Regions from separate parts of the Mus musculus genome. Here region 1 is linked to region 2. Evidence: chromatin contacts called from public Hi-C data. All regions are on one chromosome and are shown on one strand. Each heading gives the region's core, a stretch centred on a gene start, on an enhancer-like site or on the middle of the called end of the contact. The rest is flanking DNA. Distances are from core to core; before and after follow the strand shown. Region 1 overlaps Gm4718 (a long non-coding RNA gene). Region 2 has its middle 26 kb from the start of Gm41644.

Evidence for each region. Hi-C and Micro-C count contacts between places; a contact is called where the count stands out from the background.
Region 1: a Hi-C map of muscle stem cells shows a contact between it and region 2, with 1.5 times the contacts expected there. The contact joins two enhancer-like sites. A contact is called at or near these places in 1 of 15 datasets of contacts at CTCF or cohesin (the NIH/3T3 cell line) and 5 of 484 Hi-C or Micro-C datasets (MC3T3-E1-derived osteoblasts, muscle stem cells, nephron progenitors and 1 more).

Annotation. Positions count from the first base shown.
Region 1 is chr17:85,802,213-85,805,557 of GRCm38.p6, forward strand. All of the region lies in intron 1 of Gm4718 (a long non-coding RNA gene), which reads left to right. Among named protein-coding and RNA genes, the nearest start is that of Gm29418, 4.2 kb to the left of the region's middle. Within about 2 kb of position 1,674, at least 7 of the 459 cell types and tissues checked have an H3K27ac peak or open chromatin away from gene starts, as enhancers often do. A contact at or near this core is called in muscle stem cells, where this site is marked.
Region 2 is chr17:85,728,652-85,732,182 of GRCm38.p6, forward strand. No RefSeq gene overlaps it. Among named protein-coding and RNA genes, the nearest start is that of Gm41644, 26 kb to the right of the region's middle. Within about 2 kb of position 2,065, at least 2 of the 459 cell types and tissues checked have an H3K27ac peak or open chromatin away from gene starts, as enhancers often do. A contact at or near this core is called in muscle stem cells, where this site is marked.

The DNA of each region.
Region 1 (3,345 bases), core at 424-2,923, 73 kb after region 2:
ACAACTCTCAACACAAAGTAGTTTGTCTTTTCCAAGTGGTCATGCTGCAAACTGTTCAAACAGAGTCTCCGCTGTGTTTGTGTGACAAGAGTTCAAGGTGGCTCTAGTGGATAGAATCTTTACTTTTTAAATTTTTGCATCAATAAAATTGTTTCTCGATCTTGTTCTCTTGCTTCTTGCTTCCCTCTTATTGTTCCCTCTTGGTCTCTTCCCTTCCCCCTTCCCTTCCCCCTTCCCTTAAAATAAAATAAAATAAAATAAAATAAAATAAAATAAAATTGTTTCTCCAAAATGTCTCCTTACAAGGCTCCTGATAGACCCCATTAGAACTCTGCTGAGCGGCTGAGCATGCAGCCCGCATTGGCGTGAGAGAAATATGTGTATTTTAAACTTGCTTGGAGGAAGCGACTTGTTTGGAATGTTGCTTCTAGTTCTTCAAGGGTTGACCTGAGTTTGAAAACCCTGTGAAACAAAAGTGTACACAGTATCTTTAGGCACAGAGCCTTAGTATTTCTGGGAATCCTCTCCACTGTTCTAGTTCCTACAGGAGAGTTGCAATGGGTGTGTCTTTTTAAAAACCTAGCACACTGCATGGAGAAGCAGCCTAAAGCGTCTGCTTCATCTGTCTCTTCGATCACGTCAAAACTTCAATTAATCACCAAGTATGAGCTTGGGGCTTAAATCATTTAGGGTACAGATGATTTTAAGTTGTTTCAGCATAACGCAAAAAAAAAAAAAAATCATCAGAATATGAAGTGAAAGATTTAGTCTGTCACCCAGCTTCCAGATGTTTGGTACTATGTAGACAAACCATCAGAATGACTGGATTTTTTTTCTCTCTCTTCCCAATCCAGATGCCTGGTAGTTCCATAAGGAAAAGTAGTTTCCTTTCTCTGAGCGCCACATGCTCTCGTGGGTATCCCACACAGGGCATCATTTACTCTTCTTCAGCTCCGAAACGCCAGGCCTTTGGTATGCAGCAGAGTGGTCAGGAAGGCTGAGGGTTTTAGAATGGAATCGTGAAAGGAAAAGAACTTTGTTCAGAGGGAGAACGGTGTCCCTAACAGGACACCGTTTCCCAAAACTCCGCCTGTGGCATCTCATAATCTTAAATGGATGAAGCACAGCATCAGGCAGCTGTTTGTGTGGTTTGCATTTCCCTGGGATGCCACAGTCCTGCCTCTTCCCTCCTTCATCCTTTGTGGACCATGGATACAGCATTAAAACCATACATGGACATTATGTGGACAGAGCAGGTATAAATATGCATTAAGGGTGTGTGTGAGAGAGAGAGAGACAGAGAGACAGAGAGAAAGATAGAGACATAGACACACACACATGTATACAGTGAGAGGTGAGGAGGGAGAGGGAAAGAGAGAAAAAGAGAATAATCAGAGAAAAAGAGGCTATAAGTTTGAGAGTTAGGGAAGGGGCATATGTGGGAGGATTGCCAGGAGGAAAGGGAAGGGAGAATGATGTAATTATATTTTAATTTCAAAAACTAAACTAAAAAAGAGAAACCTATTAAAAATCAAAGCCTTCTGAGGACTGGAACTCTGGGTGGGAGCAGGGTTTCTGTCTGAAAGTAGGCAGCAGTTTGGTGACTAAGGCACAGACAAGCAGGCTTCACATAGAGGTGAGCGTGTCTTACAGAGTTGCTAAGCTGGAGCGTGACCACAGGCAGCAGCAACATTGTGTTCCTTTCTCCACAGTCCTAGAGATGGAAGAGCAGGCTGATGGAGAGGCTTCCACGCAACAGCAGATGAATCGAAGCAGAGTGGAGTCCAGGCTGCTTGGCAGCCTCAGCTCTCCCTGTAGAGAGACGCTGCTTAGATAACGAAGGCTAAATAGTTATAAAACCCAGCCCTTGACAGTTGCTGAAAGAAAAGCATACCTTGTCCTACAGCTATGGTTCTGAGCCTTGGATAATAAGAGGCAACATTTTATATTGGCCCCAACCAATTTTTCAAAAATAGTTTACAGGGAACTAGTAGAATTTCATGGGTACACATTTCGAATAGTTAGGAGGTGGGAGAGTCAAATAGGAATCTTTAGCACCATATAAAACAGTATCCCTTTTATTTTTTTCTGGATTGCTATAATTGAATATTTTAATGGCTCTCTCTCTCTCTCTCTCTCTCTCTCTCTCTCTCTCTCTCTGTGTGTGTGTGTGTGTGTGTGTGTGTGTGTGTGTGTGTGTGTGTGTGTGTGTGTGCTTCGTGAGACTGAATGCTAAAGTGTCAGAACTGAGTCCATGAGCCAGCACAGAGACAAGGTGGTGCTTGGTACCAAGCCTGGTTCCGAGTTAGATCCCAGAGTCCACATGGTGAGAGGAGGGAATTGACTCTGTTTGCCTCTGGCCTCTGGACGCTACAGCATCCCCTGCCCCACACAATGGAATAAACATTTAAAATAAATAAATAAAAGGACAGAACTGGAGCAGACCGAGAGCATATCCAGGTCTTTTTTTCTTTTTTGCTCTTTTATGGATAAGTAAATTAGGGAACCAAAATATGAACTTATCGAAGGCCTAACATAACTTAGGGGAAAGGTCAGAAATAAACCCATTTAGTTCCAGCTGTGACTCAGTGCAGGGCAGCCTGCCTCCGGATTACAGCATGACTCCCTCCACACTAGGCTTCCTGTGGCATCCAAGAATCAGACAGCCATCACTATGGCTAGAAACTGCTCCAAAGGATTCGCTCATTAGTTACTTAGAATGATGAAACAAAGCCAGCCCAGAGCCATGTTTACCCCCTCTTTGCCTCTGGAGTAAGACAGACTATTGCAAAAACAGAGCTAATAAAACTGCCTCTTCTTCAACCGTTTGGACAGTGGTCCTGAGAGTGGTGAGGACAGCGTAGCTTTTTATAGAGAACGTATCGCGCTTGGAAGAGTGGCATGTGCAGAATGTCACACTCATTTTTTTTTTTTTTTTTACCTCTGAACGTAACAAAGCAAGTGGCTTTAGTGCAGGAGGGGGAGAAGGAGAGCTACAGCTACCCAGGAAGACATAGGTGTCAGGGTGCTTCACAGAAGCCCGGAGCATCTGCACTTTCTACTCCTGCTGCCTCTGTGAAATGACAGAATGCGTGGGGAATGGGAGAATGAAGGATAGAGGTGGGCAAGCCAGGGAGATATTCTGTTGACAAAAGTGTAATACAGACATAGGAATGGCATATCCCCGAGTTTGAGGCATATCCTCGATAGTCCTTCATGGTAGGACCAGGGAGAAGACTCACATTCACTGTTACCCCATACTTTCACATATAATTTCACGTTTTTCAGTTTTTTAAAAATGTGTTTGCTTGTTTGAGATAGGCTTTTACTCTGTAGCCCCGGCTG
Region 2 (3,531 bases), core at 815-3,314:
GTAGTCAGAAACTCAGAGCTTTTCAATCTCTCGAAAGAAGATGATGTTCATGAATATGTTGTCAGGAAGTCCTTAGACAGAAGAGCATGGTCAGGATTGAAGCTCCCGAGATGCAGCACCTCGTTACTCTGTGTGTCCTGCAACACAAAGACTGATGTATTACAGCTCTATAGAAACAACACACTAAGCAAAGAAGGAGGCTGCAGAATATTCTAAACTTTTAGCCAAGAGAATTGAGGAAGCCAGGGAAAAGAGCCAGGAACAGATTTCTAAGAGATGTAGTCTGAAAAATAAGTCTTAAAGAGTAATGAATAAATTATCAGATCTCTTAAAAATGTTGTTGTTGCTGTTGTTTCTGTTTTTTGAGATTGCTTGAGAACTCACTTGTCCATCTTGGACTATAAATTCACACACACACACACACACACACACACACACACACACACACTCACACATACATACACAGCCCACACTATGTGCTTTTTTTTTCTAGATTTATTTATTTTATGTGTGTGAGTACACTATAGCTGTCTTCAGACACATCAGAAGACCGCATCAGATCCCATTACAGATGGTTGTGAGCCACTATGTGTTTGCTGGGAATTGAACTCAGGACCTCTGGAAGAGCAGTCAGTGCTCTTAACCACTGAGCCATCTCTCCAGCCCTATGTGCTTTCTTTAAGTCAACTTAATTTTCTCCTTAAGCCTCCATTTGGTAGATCCTGGGAAATTCCACCTTTACTGGTTTTTGTCCAAGGTGGCCATAGGCAACAGCAGGGGCTAGGAGCTTTATGTGATACCTGGAGAACACTCAGTGCCACCCACCTGAGTAGGTCTAACTCCAGGTTCTGAATAGGATTGCTATGTGAGGAAGGGACTCGTTCCACGACGAAGTCTCACCATCTCCCCACAGAGCCACTCTCAGTTTAGCAGGGACTAGCTGATGCGGCAAGATGAAACTTAGCTGTTGTGTTCAGTAGTGGTCAGTTCTGGAAGCTATTTGAGGGCTCCTGAAAATGTCTGGTGATTGGAAGAAAGATCACAGGCTCCATAACTTAACCAGTTATTCACCAAGGTAGAAATGTGGAAGCGTTTGTGTTCATAAAAGGTAACAATGTCATCTTTACTAATTGTCAATACCCACAAACCCTTCATCCTATTAGAAAACAATTCATTGTTTTATCTCCTTTTGCAGGAATTACTGAGTGTAGGAGTGCTTATTATGAAGTCACTCCTGGCCAGGAAAACAAAAATAAAAATAAATAGCTCCTAAGGTCAGTCTCTGAACAACCTTGAGCCATTCACGCTAGGCCAGGTTTTTGTTTTCTCTTTCTCTCTCTCTCAAACACAATACCTTCATCAACTATTTGGGGATTTTACATAGTGCACCCCAATCACACTCACTTCTCAGTCCCCAGGTGTTCCTCTCAACCCTTGTGATTTCTTCCCTGAAAAAAAAAATACCACGTCCAATTTGTGTTGCCCATATACTCACTGAGCATGGCCAAACTTCCAGCGGCCAGCCCCTTAAAGATAAGCGAGTCCTTTCCTACCACCGGCAACCATCAGTTATGGAGAGTTACACCTCTGCATCCGTATCACAGTTTGGAAGTGTTCTTATGGATGGTTTCCTATCAAGGATGCTACTTTTGAGAGAGGAGGGAGGTTGTCACGGGAGCCTTCTGTGTCTCTCTTCCTCAACTGTGAATCTGCAGTGACCCATACAACTGCAGAGGACACTGCCTTGTCCTTATGACCAGTGGGAGCACGTGGACTTCCACATGTCTCTGTCGGTTTCTTAGAGCAAACTTTTCAGATACTGTCATGAGTCATCTGGAAGTCCATGCTGATTGGCTGAGCGTCAACTAAGGCTGCACCAGTGTCTCACAGATCCACGCTCACGAATTCAAGCTCAAAAGCATGTTTTCTTTTTATTGCTTTTTATTAAAATTTTTTTTTCAGAACCTTCGGTTAATCTCAGTGTTAAGTCCAGAGTCCTCTGACTCTATCCAATATTGACAGTTAGATACTGATCCCTCTTTCCTTCTGGAGCCCAATGACTTGCTGGGACCAGGCCATGCTTGCTGTAGCTCTCAGGCCTTTACTGAGAATGTCACTAACTGTGGTACTTTCCTGGGAATCCCTGCCAAGCACGATGCCAAGTTCAGCATCTGGCTCCTCTCCTGCCCCGTCTAAGAGAGCTGCCAAACTTGCCAGCCAGTTTTGGTTCCCTTCTCTCCTGAACCCAGCTCCCAAGACTGCACACGGCACCACCAGGCTCATTGTAAGGGATCTGTCTATCTTGTTTCTCTAAGCTCCAAGTCCTGGCAGACGATGTTAACATCTTTCTGTGATTTGTACAGTCTAAATTGGGCTTTGCCATGAATTAGCTACACAATGTAAAAACAACAACGACAACAACAACACTACTTCATTTCTCTGAATCATGGGTTTCCTCACTTATAAAATGAGGAGTTGAACTAACCGAGAGTTGCCAAAGGCCTGACAGCCTCCAGCCTTCCTTGGTTCCTTATGCTTATGTTGCCCAGGACATGGTTGACATCCAAGAACACACCTAGTGGATTTAATTAAGTGGAAATTTTAAGCAAGGAAAGGCTATATGTCCCAGAGAATCCTGGATGAATGGCTTGGGGCAGAGCAACACTTCATGGTGTTGGACAGGTTTATTTTTTGGTGCCTACCCCTCACCCCCATCCCCCATCTCTCCCAGACCTGCTCTTTCTGGCTGCATTTTTCAGCTCCTCTCAGTGCTAGGAGTCCCCCCCCCCCCCCGCCATTCTCTTCGAGGAAAATACGGGTCCAAGGGTGGTGGTGGTGGTGGTGGTGCAGGGTGATAAAGAAAAAGAAAATGAAAGAAAGAGAGGTCTACCGAAGAGGGTGGGACTGAAACGCATGTGGGTGTGGCTGGGGTGGGGAGCAGAATTTGAGGTTATAATCTGGAGGGATGAGACTCTTCAGAAAGATCTGCCACAGCAGCCCAGTCCCCAGAACAGTAAATAGATGAAGATGGTTATTCTGTTTCAGATCTGTGGTGCTGTGAACAGCCATTTTGAACACAGCTCTCACGGCCTGTGGAAGTAGAGCCCTGATTTGTTTATGACTGGGACATGCTCTTCTCGTGGCATTATGATTGCCTTCATTTTCTAGGCTGCTTGAAGCAACTTAATATGGCTGGACCTTGCAGAGGATACATACAGCCAGGTGTGCAGAAAGCAAGCGTGGTCCAGGTAGGGACACACCCCTCAGGGATCCCTTGTCCTTTTGGAGGCTCCTCCAGGTGCCCAGGGCCATGGGAGTCTGGCCACAGATGGGGTGTTCATAGTCTCAGGGACATCTCCCTCAAACAGCCTAGCTTCTTCCATAGGTAGGGACTCTCAGCCTTCTCAAAAGCAAGTCTCAGAAAGAAAACCCTAGAAGATCAAAGAATTTATGACTTCAAGGTGACAACTACCAATTTTCAGGATTTTTTTCCCAAATTACTGGGTACCATAAGCGGGGTGACCTCAGGCA